Linked DNA regions of Hordeum vulgare: region 2 is linked to region 1. A link is a contact called in public Hi-C data. All regions are on one chromosome and are shown on one strand. The core of a region is the stretch at or near the end of the contact, and the rest is flanking DNA. Distances in the headings are between cores, read along the strand shown. Region 1 holds the start of LOC123444898 (pentatricopeptide repeat-containing protein At3g46790, chloroplastic). Region 2 holds the start of LOC123444902 (CASP-like protein 5B1).

What was found. Hi-C and Micro-C count contacts between places; a contact is called where the count stands out from the background.
Region 2: a contact with region 1 is called in a Hi-C map of seedling, with 2.3 times the contacts expected there. The contact joins the promoter of LOC123444902 here to the promoter of LOC123444898 in region 1. A contact is called at or near these places in 2 of 6 Hi-C or Micro-C datasets (leaf and seedling).

What each region holds. Positions count from the first base shown.
Region 1 is chr3H:547,878,954-547,884,816 of MorexV3_pseudomolecules_assembly, forward strand. LOC123444898 (pentatricopeptide repeat-containing protein At3g46790, chloroplastic) reads left to right here and starts at 3,165. Exons shown (of 1, transcript XM_045121780.1): 1 at 3,165-5,614. The coding sequence starts at 3,325. The coding sequence ends at 5,292.
Region 2 is chr3H:548,176,091-548,181,953 of MorexV3_pseudomolecules_assembly, forward strand. LOC123444902 (CASP-like protein 5B1) reads left to right here and starts at 3,468. Exons shown (of 3, transcript XM_045121785.1): 1 at 3,468-3,850. The coding sequence starts at 3,723.

The sequences.
Region 1 (5,863 bases), core at 1,915-4,414:
TACAGGTATCTCCGAAGGTGTTAGTTGAGTTAGTATGGATCGAGACTGGGATTTGTCACTCCGCGTGACGGAGAGGTATCTCGGGGCCCACTCGGTAATACAACATCACACACAAGCCTTGCAAGCAATGTGACTTAGTGTAAGTTGCGGGATCTTGTATTACGGAACGAGTAAAGAGACTTGCCGGTAAACGAGATTGAAATAGGTATGCGGATACTGACGATCGAATCTCGGACAAGTAACATACCGAAGGACAAAGGAAATGACATACGGGATTATATGAATCCTTGGCACTGAGGTTCAAACGATAAGATCTTCGTAGAATATGTAGGATCCAATATGGGCATCCAGGTCCCGCTATTGGATATTGACCGAGGAGTCTCTCGGGTCATGTCTACATAGTTCTCGAACCCGCAGGGTCTGCACACTTAAGGTTCGACGTTGTTTTATGCGTATTTGAGTTATATGGTTGGTTACCGAATGTTGTTCGGAGTCCCGGATGAGATCACGGACGTCACGAGGGTTTCCGGAATGGTCCGTAAACGAAGATTGATATATAGGATGACCTCATTTGATTACCGGAAGGTTTTCGGAGTTACCGGGAATGACGAATGGGTTCCGGGAGTTCACCGGGGGGCAACCCACCCCGAGGAAGCCCATAGGCCTTGGGAGTGGCACACCAGCCCTTAGTGGGCTGGTGGGACAGCCCAAGAAGGCCCTATGCGCCATAGGAAGAAAATCAAAGAGAAAAAAAGGAGGAGGTGGGAAAGGGAAGAAGGACTCCACCCACCAAACCAAGTTGGACTCGGTTTGGGGGGGGAGACCTTCCCCCCTTGGCTCGGCCGACCTCCTTGGGGTTCCTTGATCCCCAAGGCAAGGCCCCCCCTCTCCCACCTATATATACGGAGGTTTTAGGGTTGATTTGAGACGACTTTTCCACGGCAGCCTGACCACATACCTCCACGGTTTTTCCTCTAGATCGCGTTTCTGCGGAGCTCGGGCGGAGCCCTGCTGAGACAAGATCATCACCAACCTCCGGAGCGCCGTCACGCTGCCGGAGAACTCTTCTACCTCTCCGTCTCTCTTGCTGGATCAAGAAGGCCGAGATCATCGTCGAGCTGTACGTGTGCTGAACGCGGAGGTGTCGTCCGTTCGGCACTAGATCGTGGGACTGATCGCGGGACGGTTCGCGGGGCAGATCGAGGGACGTGAGGACGTTCCACTACATCAACCGCGTTCACTAACGCTTCTGCTGTACGGTCTACAAGGGTACGTAGATCACACATCCCCTCTCGTAGATGGACATCACCATGATAGGTCTTCGTGCGCGTAGGAAATTTTTTGTTTCCCATGCGACGTTCCCCAACAGTCTCCCGGTCAATCGCCCAGCTCGCCCGCCTCGCCCAGGTCGCCCGCCCCCGCCCGCATCGCTCGCTCCTCCAGCCTCTCCGATTGCGCTCATCTACGCTCCATCAAACCCAGTCAACCAAATGGCGGCGGCCGGGCTCGCGCTCTCCCTGCGGCCGTCTCTCTCCCCGCCGCCGTGGGCGCGGGCGCGGGCACGCGTGCCGACGACGACTCTCGCACCGCCGCCGCCGCCGCAGCAGCAGGGGCGCCTCGCCGCCGGCGGCGCGAGGGCGGACGCCCCTCCCGCGCGCCCCGGCGTCGTGTGTCACGTCGCCACCGCCTTCTAGAAGCTCGACGCCATCGGTGAGCCCATCTTACTTATCCCCCGACCGACTGCCGGAGGCTGCCATTGTTAATTGACTGACTGACTGAATGCGGGTTGTGCAGCGGTGCGGGAGGAGGAGGAGGCCTTCAGGTCGGCGGCGGCGGCGGGGCACACGCTGCTGCCCCTCCGGCGCTGCATCTTCTCCGACCACCTCACGCCGGTGCTGGCCTACCGCTGCCTTGTCCGGGAGGACGACCGCGAGGCGCCCAGCTTCCTCTTCGAGTTCGCCGAGCAGGCATCCAAGGGCACCAACGTGGTCCGTCCCTCCCTTTGCCCGTACAGCCTCACGATTCGTTGATTCGTTATCCGTTCATATCCTCCCCAAGACGAAATCAGAATCATTTGAATTTGTCCCGTGCCGGGTTGTTGGTTGGTCTGCAATTTGCAATCTACAGGGGAGGTACAACATGTTGGGGGCGCAGCCGGCAATGGAGATCGTGGCCAAGGCCAACCGCGTGACGATCATGGACCACGAGATGAGGACCAAGAAGGAGCAGAACCGCGATTTGTTGATTCTTTACTATCAATGAATATCATATGTCATCCTTGCATTCAATTGGTAAATTTTGTTGTCAGATTTTTTTTGCAGATCAATATTCATAAGAAGCATATGCGTGGCATTTCCTTTTGTCAATCTTCATAGTTGCTCAAGATAGTTACCATTGAAGTTTGACAATGGCATCTTCTCATTTTTTTTTTGATGATACTTGATTTTTCTAATAGTTCTTCACTTAATTTTGTTGATACGGAAACAATTCTTATCTGAATGCTACTTTGTTTATATGTGTATGCAGAATTGACATGTACCTTTTAAATGGTCCATTATCCCACTAGGGGAATATAATTTCTGACTGGATTATATTGTAATACTAATATAATTAAAAAATCAAATGGTTGTATATTTGACCGGACTTTCATTGTTTGAAGCTAGCCTGAAGAGTTTGCTCACATACTGAAATTTATTTACAATGCATTATAATTATTTGGGCACTATGCATTGGGGAAGTGTGCATTTCGATAAGAGATTATATAATTGATGCAAAGATGTGTGATATTTGTTTTAAAAGGAATGTTTATTTATGAAGAGTGATGTTTCAAATTATTTACACGAGGAAAAAATTAGATACTATGCACTTCGTGTGAAAGTTCAGGAAATTAATGATATAGTTGGCTAGAATTTGTTAGGTTTTATATAAGATGTGTTAATAAGACGTGCGCTGTACATACACATTACTAGTTTACGTGAAATCTAAAAATAACGGGCCCACTATTGGCCTTGCGCGCGGAACCACACCGACCCATTCAGCCCAAACTTGGGGGCGAATTAAATTACAAGCCGCGTGTGTGTGAGTGTGAGCTGAACCAGGAGCCCATCGGGCATCGGCTTACCAAAGCCACAAAAAATCCCGACGCTTCTCCGGCTCGGCCATTTTCCTTTCCGCCTAGCTCCGACCGAACCGGCCACAACACAAACCCCACCCAGAAAATATCCACCACGCCGGCGCAGCGGCGTGCGCGCCTCCTCCCCACTCCCCACGGTGAAGCCCCTACCGAGCCGCCCCCTCCGCCTCCGCCTCCGCCCCCTCCACCTCATGTTCTCCTCCGCCCCCGCGAGCTCGCTCCACCCCACCCACCCGGCGTTCGGCTCCAGGCGCCCAACGCTCGCGCGCTGCCGGTCCTCCCTGTCGTCGTCGTCGGGCGCGGGCCCCCCGCCAGCGGCCAACGCGAACCACCTCATCCAGACGCTCTGCGCCAGCGGCAGCCTCTCCCGCGCCGCCGCGCTCCTCCCGGGCCTCCCCGCGCCCACGCAGCGCACCTACGAGTCGCTCCTCCAAGCCGCCGCCAGGGCCGGGGACGCCGCGCTCGCCGCGGCCGTCCACCGCCGCCTCGAGTCCGACCCGGTCTTCCGCTCCGACCCCTTCCTCTCCACCCGCCTCATCGACGCCTACGCCGCGCTCGGCGCGCTCCCGGCCGCGCGCCAGGTGTTCGACGAGGCGCCCGACAAGAACATCTTCGTGTGGAACGCGCTGCTCAAGGCCCTCACCCTCGCCGACCATGGCGACGAGGCGCTCGCGCGCCTGGCCGACATGGGGCGGCTCCGCGTTCCCGTCGACAGCTACAGCTACACGCACGGGCTCAAGGCCTGCATCGCCGTGTCGGCGTCGCACGCGCCGGCCTCCGCACGTGTACGCGAGGTACACGCACATGCCATCCGCCGTGGCTACGCATTGCACATGCATGTCGCCACTACTCTTATTGACTGCTATGCAAAGCTTGGGATCGTCAGCTATGCTGAGAATGTGTTTGCTGCAATGCCAGAGAGGAACGTTGTTTCCTGGAGTGCCATGATTGGGTGCTATGCCAAGAATGAGAGACCTGCTGATGCCATTGAGCTGTTCAAGGATATGCTGGCTTCTGATGCAGACCTGGTGCCTAACTCGATCACAATAGTAAGCGTCTTGAATGCGTGCGCGGGAGTAAACGCACTCAGTCATGGCAAACTATTGCATGCATATATTCTTCGGAGGGGTTTCGACTCACTTGTTTCTGTGCTGAACGCGTTGATGGCAATGTACATGAGATGTGGATGCCTTGAAGTTGGCCGGCGTATCTTCAACTGGATAGGACGCCGGAGGGATGTGGTGTCATGGAATTCACTTATATCTGGATATGGGGTGCATGGCTTTGGCCGTGAGGCGGTTCAGGTGTTTGAGGAAATGGTTCAAGTTGGGTTATCGCCAAGTATCATCACGTTTATCAGTGTTCTTGGGGCTTGTAGCCATGCCGGACTTGTGGATGAGGGGAAGAAGTTGTTTGAGTCGATGATGGATTATAGTGTCAAACCACGTGCAGAGCACTATGCTTGCATGGTAGACCTCCTTGGTCGTGCTGGGCAGTTGGATGAAGCTGTGGAGCTCATACAGAGCATGCACATTGAGCCGAGTCCTCAAGTATGGGGTGCACTTCTTGGAGCTTGCCGTATTCATGGCCATGTGGAGTATGCAGAGATGGCTTGCTCTCGTCTCTTTGATCTTGAACCCAGAAATGCCGGGAACTATGTATTACTTGCTGATATTTATTCCCGGGCTAAATTGAACGACCAAGTTGACGTTCTGAAGGAGCTGCTTGAGGAGCATGGGCTGGAGAAGGTGCCGGGGTGCAGCTGGATGGAGGTGAACAAAAAGATACACTCTTTCACATCTGTGGACAACAAGAACCCACCGGTCGAGCAGCTTCAAGCTCTGATAGGCGAGTTTGTGGCACAGATGAAAAATCAGGGCTATGTCCCTGACACAGATATTGTTATGTATGACATTGAAGAAGAAGAAAAGGAAAGGATCTTGCTTGGTCATAGTGAGAAGCTAGCAGTTGCATTTGGGCTTATCAACACTCGCGGCGGTGAAGTAATCAGGATCACCAAGAACCTGAGGCTATGTGAGGACTGTCATTCAGTCACCAAGTTCATCTCCAAATTCACAGAGCGCGAAATCGTTGTGAAGGATGTGAATCGGTTTCACCACTTCAGGGATGGAATCTGTTCGTGTGGCGATTATTGGTGAAGATGCTGCCAACTCTGTGCTGTTTTTTGATCTTTGCTGATCATATCATACCGAATGACCATGAAGTAGGAACTATTGTACAGCCTAACATGATTAGATTTAGCCATGATGACCCAGTCTTTCAGGAGGAAAAAAATTTGATTGCCGGTCTTTACTTGGAGACCAGTGGAACTTCTGCAAGGCAATTTTGACACGTTTGTAATGGGTCCATTTAATGACATTTTCCTTGGCAGTAATGGTGTCCTTGGCACATTCTGAATTAGCAAGTTCCTTGTAAAATCCCACTCTTAATCTTCATAATCAAGACCTGAGATTCGTTTAAGATATGGAAGCAACGGTAACTTATGATCAGGGGTTTATGGTTCTGTGATTTGACGCATAAATGAGTTGTCATTGCATTATGAGAAATGTTGAGAAGTTTAGTTTCTGGTAAGTGGTGGTTGTTGCATTCTGAGAGTTCTAGAGATTGCATTCTAGTTATTCGTTTTGGAAAACTCTGTCACGACTACAAAGCTGTTCGACTCAAAGACCTGTATCACTTCAGCCTATTTCTCCGGTTCCTCTGCTCACA
Region 2 (5,863 bases), core at 2,218-4,717, 300 kb after region 1:
ATGGCCAGCATAGATAAATTCTTCTGCAACCAGGCCTGGGAACAAATTTTTCCCTGTGCTTCCCTAATAGCGGCATCTACGGCTACATCCGACCACTGTCCACTACTCCTCGCCGACACAGCTACCTCGCCTAGACCTGCCATGTTTAAGTTTGAAAGCTTCTGGCCAAGCCTCCCCCGCTTTCACGAAACGGTTATGGCGGCTTGGAGTAGACCGTTACAAGCAACATCCGCTTTCTAGCGTCTTCACATCAAGCTAGGGCGAGCTGCGCGAGACCTTAGAATCTGGAGCAAGGCTTTTCTCAGCAATGCGAAAATTCAATTCTACATAGCAGCTGAACTGGTACTTCGATTTGATGTAGCACAGGAAACGCAGCGTCTGTCGGACGCTGAGTTCAACCTGCGTAAGCTACTAAAGTTGCGGCTGTTAGGACTGTCGGCGGTCGAGCGTGCAAGGAGGCGGCAAGCATCCAGGCTAACTTGGATACGTGTAGGAGACGCGGGAACAAAAAATTTCCACGCTAAGATGCGATCCCGTAGACAAAAGAACTTCATACACGGCCTTCAGAATACAAATGAGATTGCAACATCGCACGAGCAAAAAGAGGCCCTCATCTACAGCCACTTCAACGCCAACTTAGGAACCAAAGCGGACCGCCTCACAGGCATAGATTGGACTTCCCTCGGCATGCCCTCACTACAAAACTCAGGACTAGACAACCCCTTCTCCGAGACGGAGATATGGGATGCGATAAAAGCTTCTCCATTGGAGAAGGCGCCGGGTCCGGATGGCTACATAGGAATGTTTTTCAAAAGCTGTTGGCAGCATATCAAAGCTGACGTCATGCTAGCTTTTAATAGCTTCTATCATCTGGCAAGAGGAGACTTCAGTAGTTTAAACACAACCATGGTGGTACTCATCCCAAAAAAAGATGGAGCAACAAAGATTCAGGACTTCAGGCCAATCAGCTTGATTCACTCCTTCGCCAAACTAGTTGCAAAAGTCCTCTCACTTCGGCTATCTACAATGATAGCAGACATCATCTCACCGGCACAGTCCGCGTTCTTACGCTCGAAGTCCACGCAAGATAGCTTCCTCTATGTGCAAAATGTGATTAGAAGACTCCACCGACAAAGGATACCGGCACTAGTCCTCAAGCTAGACATTGTACGAGCCTTTGACAACGTCTCCTGGGAATACCTACTAGAGCTACTGCAAGTGCTAGGATTCCCAGCCCGATGGCGTGACTGGATCGCCCTGCTGCTCAGAACCTCGTCATCTTCATTCATGCTCAACGGAATCCCTAGGGGCCATATCTGCCATCGCAAGGGGCTGCGCCAGGGAGATCCACTGTCGCCTCTACTCTTCATCATAGCCATCGACCCTCTACACAGACTCCTAGTACGGGCGACAGATATGCAGATGCTAGCTCCGCTGCCGGGTAGACAAATCCCCCTTAGGGTCAGCCTATACGCTGACGATGCTGTTATTTTTGCTACCCCGACCAGACAAGAGATAGACACGCTACTGGGCATCCTACATGACTTCGGGAACGCGACGGGGCTACGTATTAACCCAGTGGAATCGACTGCAACGGCCATTCGTTGTGAAGGAATCGACCTTCAGAAGGTTCTGCATAGTTTTGGGGGACAGACAGTAGATTTCCCTGTCAGATACCTAGGCCTCCCCCTCACGCTGTCGCGGCTGCGCCTCGTCCACATCCAGTTCATCTTAGATAGAATTCGGGCCAGGCTCGCTGGATGGAAAGGGAGACTTCTCACAATAGCTGGTAGAAGAGTTCTGGTTAGGAATGTTCTCACATCCTTGCCCACATTTGCCCTATCTGTGCTGCGGGTACCAAAAAAATTTCTTCTCGAGATTGACAAGGCCCGCCGCCGATTCCTATGGGCACAAGACGAGGAAGCTTCTGGGGGAAAATGCAAAGTAGGTTGGCAAGGGGTCTGTTCCCCAATAGAAAATGGAGGTCTCGGAATCCTAGACATGACACGTTTCACCAGAGCGCTGCGACTACGCTGGCTATGGCTATCCTGGATGACCCAGGATAGACCATGAAATGGCATGCAGCTCCCATGTGATAACGACGACAAAGCCTTGTTCAACGCCTCTACGTTAGTTACACTAGGGAATGGTTAACGGGCTTCGTTTTGGAATTGCCCCTGGACAGGCTCGGGAAACCTAAAGTCGGCCTTCCCAAATCTCTTCACGCACACCCGTAGAAAAAATAGAACTATCAAGGAGGCACTCCAGAATAACAATTGGATTGCAGACCTAGCACACGGTGACATCGCGAGCATATGGGAAGAAGCGATCAAGTTGAATAGATGGATTCAAAACAAGGATATCCAGCTCCAAGAGCAAGTAAGCGACTCTATCCGTTGGAAACACGAAGCTTCAGGGGTATACACTGCCGGCTCTGCGTATAAAGCCCAATTCCAGGGGTTTTATAAATCAGACTTCCGTAGGCTTATATGGGCCACCTGGGCACCGACAAAACTCAAGTTCTTCGCATGGCTGCTCCTCAAGGATAGGTTATGGTGTAATGATCGTCTACAAAGAAGAGGATGGACAAACAACTATTTTTGCCAACTGTGCCTGAGAAACCTTGAGTCATCAGTGCACTTGTTCTGGCAATGCCCGATAGTAATATCAGTGTGGTCGCAGGCGGCATCGTATGTCGGTTGCAGCTCTCTCAACCCAAGCAATTGGTCTTGCAACAACAAGTCAGCAGCTATCATATCCAAAATGATAAGCAATGCACCGGCAGAGCACAACAAGGCGATCAAAACAATGGTCATCCTAATTCTGGCTGAGATCTGGAAGGAGAGAAACGAATGCACCTTCAGAAACAAGAAGGGGCAAGCCCAAGACATAAAGGAGGAAATCAGCAGAACGCTTAGGCTGTGACGCGACGTAGGCGCAGCACAATTAGAGCACCCCTTTGGGGAACCACCATGAGAGATTCCTAGCTACCCCATCCCTCTTTTTTTTGTTGTTCTTCCTCTTACATCCTTGATCCATTGATCACCCCCACCCTTTGATGTATTTCTTCTTCATGTGCTTCCTGCTATTTTAATTCAAGCCGGCCATCTCCGGATCTTTCAAAAAAAAAAAAAGCTGGCTCTTGTGTGCCGGCACGAGGAGAAAAAGCCGTCACATCAAGCCCCTTTCGCAGAAAACAAAATAGAGAATAGGCCATATGCGGCAGCCCCGCCCCCCTTCTCCGGCCAAAAATCAATGTTGGGGACGCGATAAAACTAAAAGCCATCGACGCAAGCAACCGCGTCCGGCCGGGCCGGCGCCGTTCAGCCGACCCTGCAATCGCAATCCCCGCCGCACCGCTTGACCAAACGCCCCGCGCCAACGACAACTGCCACGGCGCGGCCGCACGCCAACTTCCGTCGCCGCCGGGTCGCGCGGCACCCCTCCAAAAGTCCAAACCCCGTCGCAAAAAGTCTGCTCTCCGCTCTCCCCCCTTTCCTTCCCCCCTCCCACCTATCCCCTCCCCTTTGGGCAAAAAAATAATCGGAAACCCCCGACTCGCCGAGCCACCACCACCACCTTTCCGCCGCTCCCCGCCGCCCGCCGAGACCCTAGACCCGCTCCACTCTAGCTCGCCCGCCCGCCCGCATGGCCGCCGATCGCCGGCTCGGCGTCTGAGGGAGCGTGCGGCTGCGCTCGGGGGGGCCAGGCCGGGCGGCGCGATGGAGCTGTCCGGGAGCCCCGGCACGTGGAGCGGCCTCTCGCTGCGGCTGGGCCAGTTCCTCTTCGCCGCCGCGTCCGTCTGCGTCATGTCCTCCGCAATCGGCTTCGCCAACTACACCGCCTTCTGGTAGCACCCTCCCGCTCCCCAAACGCCCCGATTTGCGCCCTATCCCTCTCTCTGATGCCCGGTGGCCGTCCCCAGTGCGACTTCGGTAGCTATTACTACTTAGCAAAGGCTATTTGGGCATGGTATTTTAGAAGCTTCAGCAGCAGCATGATGCATTCGTTTTGTTGGCATTGACTAGTTGCTCGCTGTACTTGGGGTGGGGAAATGTTTGGCAATTAGGTTTTTTCCTGGAAGTGCATCTGCAGCGCCCAAAAGTGACAGGATCTCAAATTCTGAGTAGCAATTGCCTTAATCGATCAGCATTTGGTGACTGAGGCTGCAGGTTTGACTTGAAAGCACCAGCAGCGAACAGTCTGGGACTACATCTGCTGAATACGGCAGCTCCTTTAGAGGATCTGCACAGCAATTCCCTGTTGAAAGGAGGGACGTCCTTCAGAATACCATGTGCCAAAGATCTGTCTTGGTCAGAACCATTAACGGTTTGAGATAGTGAACAACAGCTGGCTGATTGATCCATTGAGCCATTGGTTTACATCCTTTCCATACATGCCCCCATCTTAGTTTCCAGAATGCTTACGCGTTATGAGTATACCGCAGGCTGACAGCACAGCATGTCTCAAATTGTTAGATTGAACTGGCACCCACATTGTCAAATGTGTATCAGAAGTGCCATGGCTTTGGTTAGGCTCCTCAATAGCCATTATGCCAAATTTACCTTTACCTGTACCTTTCAGGTCATGCATTTGGCTCCCTTGCTGAATACCTCAATAACCTCGTACAGAATGAACATAGCTTTCTAGAAGTTGCACTGATTGAGCAATCTGTGTATTACCCTTACTACACAGCATCATTTCAGTGATGGCAAGCTCTCCAGAATAAGAACATTAATTGATAGTTTAAAAAAGCACTAGGCGTTAATTGTGCGTCTTGCCACTGCCTTGCGTTTTTCTGACCAAAGCGCACGCTTATGCGCAATTATGCTCTAGTCGTTTTGCTATGGCCTAGAGCCTATGCACACTTAAGCGCCCGCCTAGGCACGCCTTTTAAACTATAATTATTTCTTCATACTGCCATCAACTGAATCTAGAAGATGGTGTGACCAGTCAGGGCCAGATGTGTATATCCCTTTGGCTGGAATTGTTGGAAACATAACACCGACCAGGCTTCAGGAGCTCAACCACCTTGACCGGATCACAAAGACGCATGACGCACGAGGTCATCATGTTCTCCATGCACGCTGTGATCGGCTGTTATTTGATATTCTTTTGTTGATCGGCTGTTATTCGGTATTCTGTTGTAACGTGTACCACTAGCTCCCTTGACTAATCTTCCTGCGCATGTATATAAGCACATCATGTACGTCAATACATTCATCAGTGAGAAGCTTATCAATCTTTTTTGGCACAAGAGCCCAAGTTCTATCCTCCTGCTTCCACTATGAGTTCCCAGCGGGGTCACTTCCACTCCTGCTCCCTTGGCAATGTTGACGCCGTCTTTTCACTCCATCTTGCGTCAAGCCCGTCGCTGCTGCCCTTGTGTCCATCCTGGCGACTCTTGTAGTAGTCGCCACCAGCAGGTGTCCAACGGGCATCCTCGCCGCGAGTTGCGCAACACCAGTGATGCCATCTCCCCCTCCAACATGGCCTCGTCCTCCAAGGTTCTCGTTGCACCTGCTCCATACATGCATCGTATTAAAATCACCTCCGACATCCCCTTAAAGCCGAGCCTTGAATCCAACAACTACTCGAAGTGGCGCCACATGTTCCTTTTCATCCTCTACAAGTTCAACGTGGAGGATCACGTCGAGGAGTCTGAGCCCATGCACAAGAGTGAGGTCTAGTGGAACGACAACATCACGATTGTATTGTAGATCTATGCCACAATCTCCGACAACCATACAATATGATCATGCCCCCGGAGAGCACTGCCTACCCTACCACCTCTACAACCAGCTGCACACCTACTTCTGCGACAGTGCGGCCGGGCGGGCTGTGCACATCGGTGCGGAGTTAT